Regions from separate parts of the Sus scrofa genome. Here region 2 is linked to region 1. The links are chromatin contacts, called in public HiChIP or PLAC-seq maps. All regions are on one chromosome and are shown on one strand. The core of a region is the stretch at or near the end of the contact, and the rest is flanking DNA. Distances in the headings are between cores, read along the strand shown.

Evidence for each region. HiChIP or PLAC-seq counts read pairs in DNA pulled down with a chosen protein or histone mark.
Region 2: a contact with region 1 is called in an H3K27ac HiChIP or PLAC-seq map of alveolar macrophages. The contact joins the promoter of TXN here to the promoter of C1H9orf152 in region 1. A contact is called at or near these places in 1 of 47 Hi-C or Micro-C datasets (blood) and 1 of 2 datasets of contacts at active chromatin or transcription factors (alveolar macrophages).

Annotation. Positions count from the first base shown.
Region 1 is chr1:251,215,681-251,221,289 of Sscrofa11.1, forward strand. It overlaps C1H9orf152, which reads right to left and starts at 2,455. Exons shown (of 2, transcript XM_003122069.4): 1 at 2,247-2,455. The coding sequence starts at 2,439. The region is part of intron 1 of LOC110256047 (a long non-coding RNA gene); the gene reads left to right.
Region 2 is chr1:251,274,943-251,280,551 of Sscrofa11.1, forward strand. It overlaps TXN (thioredoxin), which reads right to left and starts at 2,407. Exons shown (of 5, transcript NM_214313.2): 1 at 2,374-2,407. The coding sequence starts at 2,397.

The DNA.
Region 1 (5,609 bases), core at 1,205-3,704:
TTTGACTACGCGAGGTCCCTCCTAAAAGTAGATTACGGCATTTGTCTTTTTGTGAATGGCTTGTTTCACTTAGTATAGTGTCCTCAAGATTGATTCACCTATGTTCAAGATTCAACATGTGTGAATTCCCTTCCTTTTTTAGGCTAATATTCATCTGTTACCATTTTGACGTCCATCTTCCCTGACTTCTCTTTCTCTTCTTGTGCCTCAGTATTTGAGTATTCGAGGACTCCAACTGGCATCCCAGCCTCTTATCAATTACACAATTGACCCTCCACAACTTTGCCCATGCTGGTGGCTTCAGCTACCACCTATATGTCAGTGACCCCAGATCTATGTCTCCAGCCCAAATCTCTCCCCTGAGATCCAGCCTGGTTTGAAGTTTTACAGCCAACTATCTCAGGTGCAGCATATTCACAAACAAATTCATCTCTCCCTATAAGAAATCTCTTTCTCCTATATCCCCTAGCTCAATGAATGGTGCCACCATCTACTCTGTTGCTAAAGTATAGGCAGAATTGCTTTTTTGCCCCCCACCCCCAACGTTTTTGTAATCTTACTCTGAATTCTCCCTGGAGAACCACCTTATTCCTCACGCCCAGTCCAAGTGCTTAGATGTCCCTCCACCTCCGTGACATAGTGACCTAGTCCTCAGCCAGTCAGCACAGAAAGCCCTGAGGAGCTTGACACATATTAATTTATTTAATTCCTATACAATCCTATACTTTGGGTATTACGGTTATTTCTACTTGACAGATGAGGAAACTGAGTCACGGGGTAATTTACATGACTTGTTCAAAGCTGCACAGAGCAAGTCAATGACTGAGCTGGCACTCAGGCTCACCTTCTCTCCAGAGACCAAGGACAGGTACACGCCATCAGACAGCGCACTGCTTCTCACAGTAAGAGCAAGAAGGTGGACTTGCAAACTGCTAGAAATGCCCTAAAAGATCTCGACTGAGCCTTGGGGGTCAGAAGTCTCCCCTGGGGAAGCAGAGCCTGAGCATCCCTCCATGCATTAACCTGCTGGAACTCATCACATGGTGATGGAGGTGCCAGTTCTGAGTTACAGGATGCAGAAGAATGAACCAGGAGGAAGGCTGGGGCAGGGGTGGTGAATTCTATGGGGCGTGCTGAGTTTAAGATGTCTTGGGGATATGCCCATCACATGGGTTTGTGAGTCTGAATCTAAGTGTGTTAAATCTGCTTTCATTTGATAGGGGTTTAATTTAACAAATGCTTGCTGAGTGACAGAATGAATAAACACCCTTGAGGATGGGGTAGGGCTTTAGGAATCTTGCAGCTTATGCCCTGTAGAGATGGGGGACTACTTGACTGTGTCTGTTCAATTCAAACAGACCCCAATGGCTGGCAAACAGCCCAAGGCATGAGAGATGAGTGTCTTTGGCCCAAGGCAGCACACTCCCTGTCCTAGTCATTGTGGTCCTCTGGCCCCTGATTCCCTCCCAGCCTGGCCAAGAGCAGGGTGGGCTTTTCAATGAGTCCTGAACTGTATAAACAAGCACAGAAATTCCCAGGGTAGAGCCTTGACCTTCAGGGGGGAGTTCTTTCTATCTCTCTTGTCTCTCTGGGTTAGAGGAGGATGAAGGGCTGAGATGCGACAATTGCTTGCTGAGCCCTGGGCTCCAACCTTCTTCCTGGAATAAATCTGAATTGCCAAGTGGAAGAGGCTTCTTCCCTGGTGGAAGGGAAGGGCTTCTGGGTGTCATCGAACCTCCCTGGCTGTTCTTTGAGGTGTGAGGGCATCCTGGGTGCCTCTGGGGTCCCTGAGCCTGTGTTTCCTCTGGCTGGTGCCTGTGCTGGGGCTGTTGTCTTCACTCTCCAGGGATAGTTTCTCTGCTTTCCTGACAGTTCCTTGGTGAGACCCAGCCAGGAAGCACAGCTCCCACCCCCCCACCTGGCCTTGCAGAGTGGCCAAGCCCAGCTCACCAGGCAGACCAGTTCAGCAAGATTAGAGTCTAAGAGCAGAGGCCAGGAAGAGCGTGCTGCCTGCCAGCTGTCTGCCTGGGGGCCCCTGGCACAGTTGGCAGGGGGCCTGAGCCCAGCAGGGCTGCCCTGAACCAGCCTCCCTGCTCTGGCTCTGCCTCTGGAGGGCCTGCCTCCCAGCTCTTCCCCACCAGGAGGGTCAGCAGAGCCTTGGCACTGCCCACAGCTCAGCCATCCATTCCACCCACAGCCAGGCCCTCCTCCCCTTCTTTCCCTCCCCAGCACCCACCCAGCCCTACCTTTCTGGAGCACCACCACGTGGGCCTGAGCCTTCTGCTGCCGTCTCAGGCCTTCATACTGGGCTCGCAGGAGCTGGACACTGAGCAGGGGCCCTTTGCCGGGGGCCTGGGTCCCGGAGCCCTCGGCCATGAAGTGAGACCCCAGCTGCCAGAAGTGGGGCAGGGCTGGGCACGGGCAGGGCAACCCCTTCATCCGGATCCGGGAGAAAAGCAAACACTGATGGGCGGGGCTGGGGGAGGAGGGGGAAGGGGAAGTGAGGAAGGAGGGGAGGAGGACGAGGTAGGGAGGGGGAGAGGGACGGTAAAGAGAAGGAAAAATCAAAACTCGGAGGGGAAGGGTGGCTAGGAGGGAAACTGGAGCGGAGAGAAGGAAGGGGATGCGAAGAGGGAATGAAGAATGGGGGGAGAAGGTAAGAGTGGTGGCCGATGAAGTGGGTGGGAGAAAAGGGAGGGCAGGAGGAGGGAGGGGCAGGGAGTGAATAAAAGTGAGAACTTTTGACGGGCCGGGCTGAGGGGAGGAGCTGGGGATAGAAAGACAAAAAGCTCGAAGTCCTTTTGGAATCCAAGGAGTGTCCTATTCTGAGTCCTTCACTGCTTGATCCCAAGTGTAGAATCCGACCCTGTAGAATCCAACCCGAGAGCTACGGTGAAGCCTCCTGTTTCCCTGCAAAGCTGGAGCCAGTGCGGGGAGATGCCAAGGGCCCGCTTGGCTCATGCCTTTTGGACTGGACCCTGGATGCCTGTCAGTAAACCTGTCTGTCTGGTTGGCAGTTGGAAAAGGAGCTGGTGTCTTGGGGATGTGTGCCAACATCTACCAGGGCAGAGGGAGTCCCAGTGGCAAAGGTGCCCCCTGAGACCTCTACTCACCCCCTAAGGGGCAATCCAAGAGAAAGCCCAGCCCTAAAGTCACCGGGTGGGGGCGGGGTGGGCAGACCCAGGGAAGCCGTGGCCTCTAGCCAGCCCCACCTCTTTGACATTTGATGTAGCCTCTGCAGTCTCGACATTTCCAAATTGGTGTTTATCTTACCCACAGCTAGGTGCACCCTCCTGTTCCGCTTGGTTTGCCAGCCCCACCGTCTCTACATCCTCTTAGATTTGAATCCTAAACCCTTTCTCCCTTACACCAGCTTCAACCTATCCTGGCTCCATCTGGCCAAGTAAATTCCTTTCTGTCTCCTGTTAACATAATTACTCAGTTACCCAATATACCTACAAAGGCAGTGGAAACAGTAGCAGCTGAATTTAAGAGACATTTTGAAGAGTAACTGGATGGGATTGAGCTGTTAGAGGTGGTTTGAGAGATGGAGGGTGAATCTTTGTTGGCTGGTATATGCCGTACACATGTATGCTGTATGCTTCGTCCGGTGGTATGTGCTGCTGTAACAAAGTACCACAGATTGCTTGGCTTAAACAATAGAAGTTCATTGTCTTATAATTCTGGAGGCCACAAGTCCAAGATCAAGATGTCAGCAAGGTTAAGTTCCTTCTGGGGATTTGAAAAGGTATCTGTTCTATGCCTCTCATTTTGCTTCTGGTGGCTCGCTGGCAACCTTTGGCATTCCCTGACTTGTAGAAGCATCACCTGACCTCTACCTTTATTGTCACATGGTGGTCTCCCCATGTGTGTGTCTCTGTGCCCAAACTTCCCCTTTTGATCGAGACACTAGTCATGTTGGATGACGACTTACTCTAGTGACCTCATCTTAAGTCAACTATTTATATCTGCAAATGATCCTTTTTCCAAATAAGGTTACATTCTGAGGTACTGTGGTTAGGACTTCAAAATACAGATTTGCATGGTGGGGACATAATTTAACCCACACTGGGTAGGGAAATGGTAATTCTAGTCACAGAGGTGGCATAAGAGTGGAGCAGATTGGGGTGAGGGAGAGGAGGATGGATTTGTTTTAGATGTTATATTTGAGGTGAGCATGGTTGATGGGTCACCAGAAGGGAGTCAGAAACTTGGTAGAGAGATGCAAATGTTATCATCTATGAAAATGATACAATTCATTATTGGAAATGGTTTATCAATAGATGGTCACGCATATAAAGAATTGAGAGATGGTCCAAAGTTACTCTTTTTCCTTTTCAGTTTCCATTAGCTTGTTCAAGTTCATCTTTGATGAGCAGAAGAGAGGTCTCCTCTGTGCACTTCTACTTTCTTCTTTCTCTGCCCTTGACCCAGGGTCTAACTTCTTTCTCTTGGCATCTGGTCTGTCATCATATTCTAGCCATAAAAAGAGGGGTGAATGGTCTAGGCTGATGGTGCTTCTACAAACTACTTCTGTAGCACAAGTTCTGTGCAATTATATTTTTGTTTTTGTTTTTAAGGTCTTTCTCTCTTTTCCCCAACTCCTCAAGACCTCCTCAAACATCCAGGCTTGGGCTGGATAGGGCTCCATCAGGGGAGAGGGTATGCCCTCCTGGAAGATGGTTATGGAAGTGGAAATATTCACCCCAACCTCATAAGAATGAAAGTCTTCAGCCCATGTGTGGGAGCTGAATGATATTTGGAGTTGAATGTCTTGGAGTTGAATGAAATTTCCAACTTAGGAAGATATTTCAATATACCAAGCTCTAGCAAGACCAGTATTTAAAGGGCAGGCAGAAATTAGAAGGTAATATTGAAAATGGAAAAAGGGAAATCAAAATCATAGGGGGAACCAGTGAAGAAGGGCATCCCAGACTGTAAAGAAGGAAAGAAATGTTGCAAAAGAGCCAGGTGGCCCAAATGGGGGAGACAGAATAGCCCAATCACCCCTCCTGCCCTGGTGAATGGCATCTGAGAAATACATGCAGGAGACTGGTTCTCAGTCTGGCTACACACTAAAACTACTTTGGGAGTTTTTAAAGAAACATCAGTGCTTGGGTCCCTCCTCTAAATATTCCAATTCCCATAGTCTGGGGTGGTTTCCAAAGACTGGTCTAGGTCTAAAGTCTCCCCCACTGCTCTAGAGAGTCACCTGCCCACGTTTCTGAGTCCCTGGCTGTCTGGTTGAGAGACACATGGCAGGAAATAGCCCAAGCTTCTTCATCCCTTTTTATTATGAAGTCTCTCCAGCATAAGCTGAAGGCAAGAGGGGCCCCTCCATTCTAGGCCAGCAGCACCTGCCATATAATTAGACTCAATTTCGATTATATATTGGCATCTGTCAGTCTTCATCTTTTAATATGAATAGTTACCTTTTTCTATGGTTGCATCTTTGTAGGTGTTCTAATGAGAATTAGGAGGGTTTACCAACTGTTGGTTGCCTGCCTTTCAGAAGCTTAAACTCCTTTTAGTTCATATGGTTCCTCTCTCTTAACAAACACACCTTTAATCTATTTGGAATTGATTTTAGTGTTAGAATTTCAGATAAA
Region 2 (5,609 bases), core at 1,157-3,656, 59 kb after region 1:
TGTTATCCTAGTAAGTGGCAAACCACAATTACTAGCTTCCAGAAATGACCAGTGCGGATTGATAAAGGTGCCCATCACTGACAAATATCGTGAAAATAAAACAACCAATCTGGGGCGTAAATAACAGCAGAGTTTAGCATCTCTTTTCCCAAACACACCTATTCCAAAGGTAATCAACAAGCATGAGAGTGGTTTGTAAAGCATTTAGCAAAGTGCCTGGGTGTAGAAGTTAGGAGCTGCATAAATGGCAGCAGCCATTCTTAAAACTGTTGATTGTTTCTCACATTTACAGTCCATTATCCCACCTGTATCCGAAACAAATCCCAGGGGCTCAAAATTACCCAAACCCCAAAAAGAGCTGTCTTGGATGGATGGCCAATGGCACCAACTTTGTCCACCAGGATGCAACTTTAACAGGCACTCAACATTTACAAGAAACATTCAAATTAGCTTAACTTTTGATTGATTCTGGATTGCGGGTCTGAAAATCAACTGATTCCTTTGGCTCTCTGAGTAATGAATTTCCTGTCACCCTGTACCTCTTGTCATTGATCAGAGGAGGAGGGGGCCATAACTATGACAACTCAAATAGTGAAAGTGTGTGCCAGGAACCTATCAATTTTCTGGGTGTAGTGTATGGATTCTGAGACAACTAATACAGACCAAAGATCTCATTCCTTTAGTGGGTTCTCAGGTTCTAATGATGAGGTGGCCAGACTCTGCAAAAGACTACTTCCAACACACCCATAGATTGTTACTTGTTACTCAGTAGATACTGAATAAAAGTATGTGGTTTAAAAAACAAAAACAACCCCCCCAAATACCTCAATTATCTCCCTTTTCAACCAATGAGAAGGGTGTGAATAAACCTTAAAAGGTTCACATCACTTGACCCAACCACTGCACTCAAGACCCTAAACTGAGGAAACAGCCTGAATTCCATTACCCAGAGTTATAAACAAAAACATTCACAGAAACATGGAAAACTGCCTAAATGCCCAACAATGTGTTCAGTTACTGAAATGATTACAAAAAGCTTCTAATTACATGGAAAGTGTTCAGGCTAAATTAGACCACAAATACACATCTCAGAAATAAAAATAATTGCAATTATTTTGTGGCTGCTTCTAGGAAATAGATCTCTCGCTTCCCACATTTCTACAATATTTTCACGTTTTCTGGTTGTAAAAGGCACAAAAAGATAAGGAATTATTAACAGAGAAACTTCCAAGTCAACTCCAGCATCTAACAGGTCGAAGCACTCCAGGCGGGGCCTTTCCTCTGCTTTACCCAGATAGGGGGTATCCAGGGGAAACGGTCTTGTGCCACAGTTGGCGCAACACCAATTTTCTCACACTCACTTCTCTGACTCTGCATTTAACATCCATTTCTTGAGGGGCTACAGTACACCAGACCCGGTGTTAGGCTGAGTTTTCCCAGCAGGAGGGCATTAAGTTTGCAGTAACTCTCGAAATGGAACACTTTTTGTCTTGGGCAGTCCTAAAAGGACAGAACCATGCCAGGAGCACAGAGCCGGGCGCGGCCGCTCCCAGGGGACTCCTGGCTCCAGCGAAACCCACCGATCGTGGGTGAATCACAGATGGGTAGGGCAGTGGAGGCCCCTGGGCCCGGCCTTGGGGACTGAGTCATTCCAAAGCCTGCGCTGCCGGAAACACGCCCGGAACCGCAGGAGGAGGAGTCCTGAGGGAGCGACCTGGACTTCACTTCCTAGCGGCTACCTGGGCCCCTAGGGCCTGACTCGTAACACGCGAAGGGGGTGGGGAGGGGCCTCCTGCTGGGAGCGGCACCCTCTGCACGGATGCAGAACGCATCATCTCTGCAGTCAGGCAGTGATGGGGAAGGCCGAGGGTCTCCGGCCTAGATCCACTCCCCAGGGAGGGCACGCCACCCAGCGCGGGTGGATCACACCGCTCTCCCGGGAGGGAGTGGCGGCGGGCAAGCCCGGGCTTTCTCCAAGGAGCCCTCCATCTCCTAACCGGCCCGTGTCCGGGTAAAAATGGGGGCCAAGGGCAGACTCCCTCCCCTCTTCACCCAACTAGAATGTCCTGGCAGGGAGGTGGCGGAGGCGCAGTGGGGGGATTCCTGGGCGCTCCCCACGCGCCTGTAGCCCCGGGGCGCACTGGTCACGCGGGCTCCGCCCTCCAGGGCTCCCTGCCCCACTCCTCCCTTCCTCTGGGGCGTGCTCCACCGCCTCAGGGGCGCCCAGGCCCGGGCTTCCAGCAGCTCCAGGCCGAGAAGCAGCGTCCCCTACCCCCAGGGATGCGGAGGGCCGGCCTGCCCACCACCAGCCCACCACCTCCCCCAGCTGCGGGGGCTTGGCGTCACGCCTTGGCCTGCCCCGGGAGCTCATACCTTGCTCTCAATCTGCTTCACCATTTTGGCTGCTGGGGTCTGACGAACGACCTTACGGTAAAAGAGATGGAAGCGGATCCAAAGCGGTGGACGGAGCAGAGAGAGCGCGCAGCCCGCTTTCCCTTTATAGCAACGGGGGAGTGGGGGCGGGGCGGGCGGGCGCGCGCGGCGTGCGTGTGGCGGGGGCGCGCTCGCTTGGGCATCCTGCTCCCGCCAAGGCGCCGGGGTAGGCTCCGCCTCCCGGAGCCCTCGGAGAGGGGGCGGGACTGCGGTCGGGGGCGGAGCCGGGGAGGGGCGCGGGCGTTGGGCGGAGTTCCAGGGAGTCCTCCGCGCCCCTCAGCACCGCCCACCTGTACCTGCGTTGGAAGTGGAGATCCGCGGGGGCCGTGGAGCGACCTCAAGGGACCCTACAGTGAGAGGAGGCGGACGGCTACCTCCAGAATCACAGGGTTACCTGCGTAGGGGCCAGCGTGGTCATCATCCGACGCTCCCAGGCCAGTTCAGGATTCCTCAAAAGGGTCGCCAGACCGTCACACCCCCAGTTCCGAGAACCCCACAAGTGCTGAGTAACGATAACCAGGAAGTCTCTCTGCGTGTGCGCCCCCGCCTCGTTTTCCCTACTTTTCCGCGATGGTTGTCGTCCCTCCTTCCCTCCTTTCAGTCCTTTCATTTTCACTGGTGAACCTGCTGCTTCGGCGTGACACAGCAGTTTAGTGCTGTAGTGACTGGCGGGGACTGGTTGGGCTCCTGCGGGTTGTAAGTGCGGTCAGAGGGACGCAGTTGTGACCCTGAGCAGGCCACCTTCCGGTGCCTCAGTTTTCCTTTCTGTCAAATGAGAATCACAATGGTTCCTAACTCCTGGCGGTAGTGTTTTGAGGATTAAATAAAGTGCTGGTAGAGTGGTTAGGGGGAGTGTTTGGCACCTGGTAAAAACTCAAAAAAAGTTATAATTAAAGCTGTTGTGAGTACTAATTAGTCTTGCTTGGTGTCGTGGGGTTGGGGGTGGGGATCATGCTTGGAGACTTTATTGTGGCACCGGTACACACACTTGTGTGTTTTTACTACCAGCTGTAGAGCCTGGAACAGAAAAATGGGCTATTTGTGCTGATACAGATTGGCTTTGGCAGGACTGAGGATTGTGGAAGGTATGTAAGCAGGCATGGTGAAGCCAGGAGGGCAGCAGCCGGAAGTGGGCAAGCTGTTGAGCTGGAGAGGGGAATGACAGCCAGAAGGCTGGAAAGGAGTGGGATTATGTTGGGAAAAGGAGGGTGGAGCCTGACTTTTCAGGTGGGGGCACTCTGGCTGCAGCTACATTTAGGTGTGATTGGCGGCCATGGTGAAACTGCTCCCTGGCTTCCCCCTCTCAGTCTTAGGCATCCTTCCCTCTGCTCTTTTGGACCTATTGTACGAAGTTTCTAGAAAGTTGAGGGCCAGGGGTTAGGGTATAGACAAGGCATACATTCTAAGGACAGTCCTAGGCAGAAGGAGGATGGGTTGGCCTGAATGCAGCAACCTTCCCTTAGAAAATAAGGACTAGCAGGACAGAGAAGAGGCATTATGGGTTATCAGGAGCCCAGTCTATGATCTGCTTTTCTACTGCTGTGTTTTCAGCCCAACTTACATCCCAGCTTCTAGGCCTACTGGTACCTTTACATGGGAGATGATAAATAATTGAGCTGTAGAAAGGAGAGGTACAGACCTCCATTGGCCATCCAAACCACGCTCAGCTGCCATCTCTTCAAGCATCTTCCAAATGTCCAGGACCAATATAGAGGCGGGTTATGAGGGATGCTCTGATTATAGGGAACAGGGAATTGGGAAGCTACCATTTGTATTAAGAGTCCAGACACTGCAATTAGATTCTCTGTCCTCATCCCCACTCTACCACTTAGTGGCTGGGTAACTCAAGTCTAAATAGACTTCCTGGGCCTCAATTTCCTCATGTATAAAATGGGAATAATAATGCCCCATGCTATTAGAAGGGTCAAGTGAACTAAAATATATGCAAAGTGCTTAGAATCATGCCTGGTACACAGTAAGTGATATATAAACTATGAATTACAGACTATTAATGGAATGGTGACACCCTTGTGGAATGATGGCAGAGGTGGACGGGGAGACTGTAAAACAGGTGTCAAGCCTAAGTGAATTAAGTTGTCAGGAAATTCATAATAAACAGGGAGCCCTAATAACATGAATCTCAAGGAAGAGGATTTTTTTCCCCCCTCAAAGAGTGAAAAAAAAAAAAAAAAAAGTGGGCTAGACTTGGCCCTACCCAAAGAGGATGGTCTACAGGGACTTGGGAAACTCGACTCTGTAGGATTTCAGTTGTGGCAAGGAGGTACATTTTCTGGGGAAAGTGAGGTAAAGGGGAATTCTTGGGACAGCCCAGTGAGGGAGGATCCCTTTGTGCAGAAAGGAGAGGGTGAGAAGAGCTGAGAGAGGGTTGATAGAAAGGCTTTCATTTGAGAGTTTGGCTCTGTGTATTATTAGACCTCTCAGTGGCAAAGAGAAATTCCAGCTCAGACTGAATTAACCAAAAAGAATTAGCAACTCAAACAACTAGGAACTCTAGGAGCCTAAGATGTCACAGGAGCTCCAGAACTATCCGTTCATTCTCAGTGGACTCTCCACCTACTTTGACTAGCCCCTCTAGGCTTAGGTCCCTATCATTTTATCCCCAAGGAAGAGCACTCCTCTCCCTGGTTACAGTCAGTGCCCTGGAGGCTGACCTTCACTGACTTGATCTGGGGGTGGGGGAGGGCATCAGCCTTGCTTGAACCATTTATTTCAACCAGGAGTAAGGAAAATCTAGGGTTTTTTCCAGAAAAAAGGGAAATGCATTTTGGACAGGTAAAAAATGGTATTTCTACATCATCAAGAGGAGGAGTAATGAGTAGCTTGGGTGTTGAGCTAGCTTTAGGTTTCTGGGTCAGCTCAGTCTGAGGCTCCCTGGGGGAACTAGAAAACTAGGTTTGCTGTCTTTGTTCAGGTTTGCATTTGAAGAAAATGCAGCTCCAGGGCTCTGAGCAAGCTTTTCTCAGATCATGGCTTTCTCTAAGTGTGGCCTTCTACTTCCTCATTCAGCAGAGCTGAAGGTACTTGATGAAACTGCAGATCCCTGGCCCACATGCAGGCAGACTTACAGAACCACAATTTTTGGAGGTAGATTGGTGGATTCTGCATTTTAAAGCAGCACCACAGGCGATTAGGTACACTAAGATTTCATAAACTTT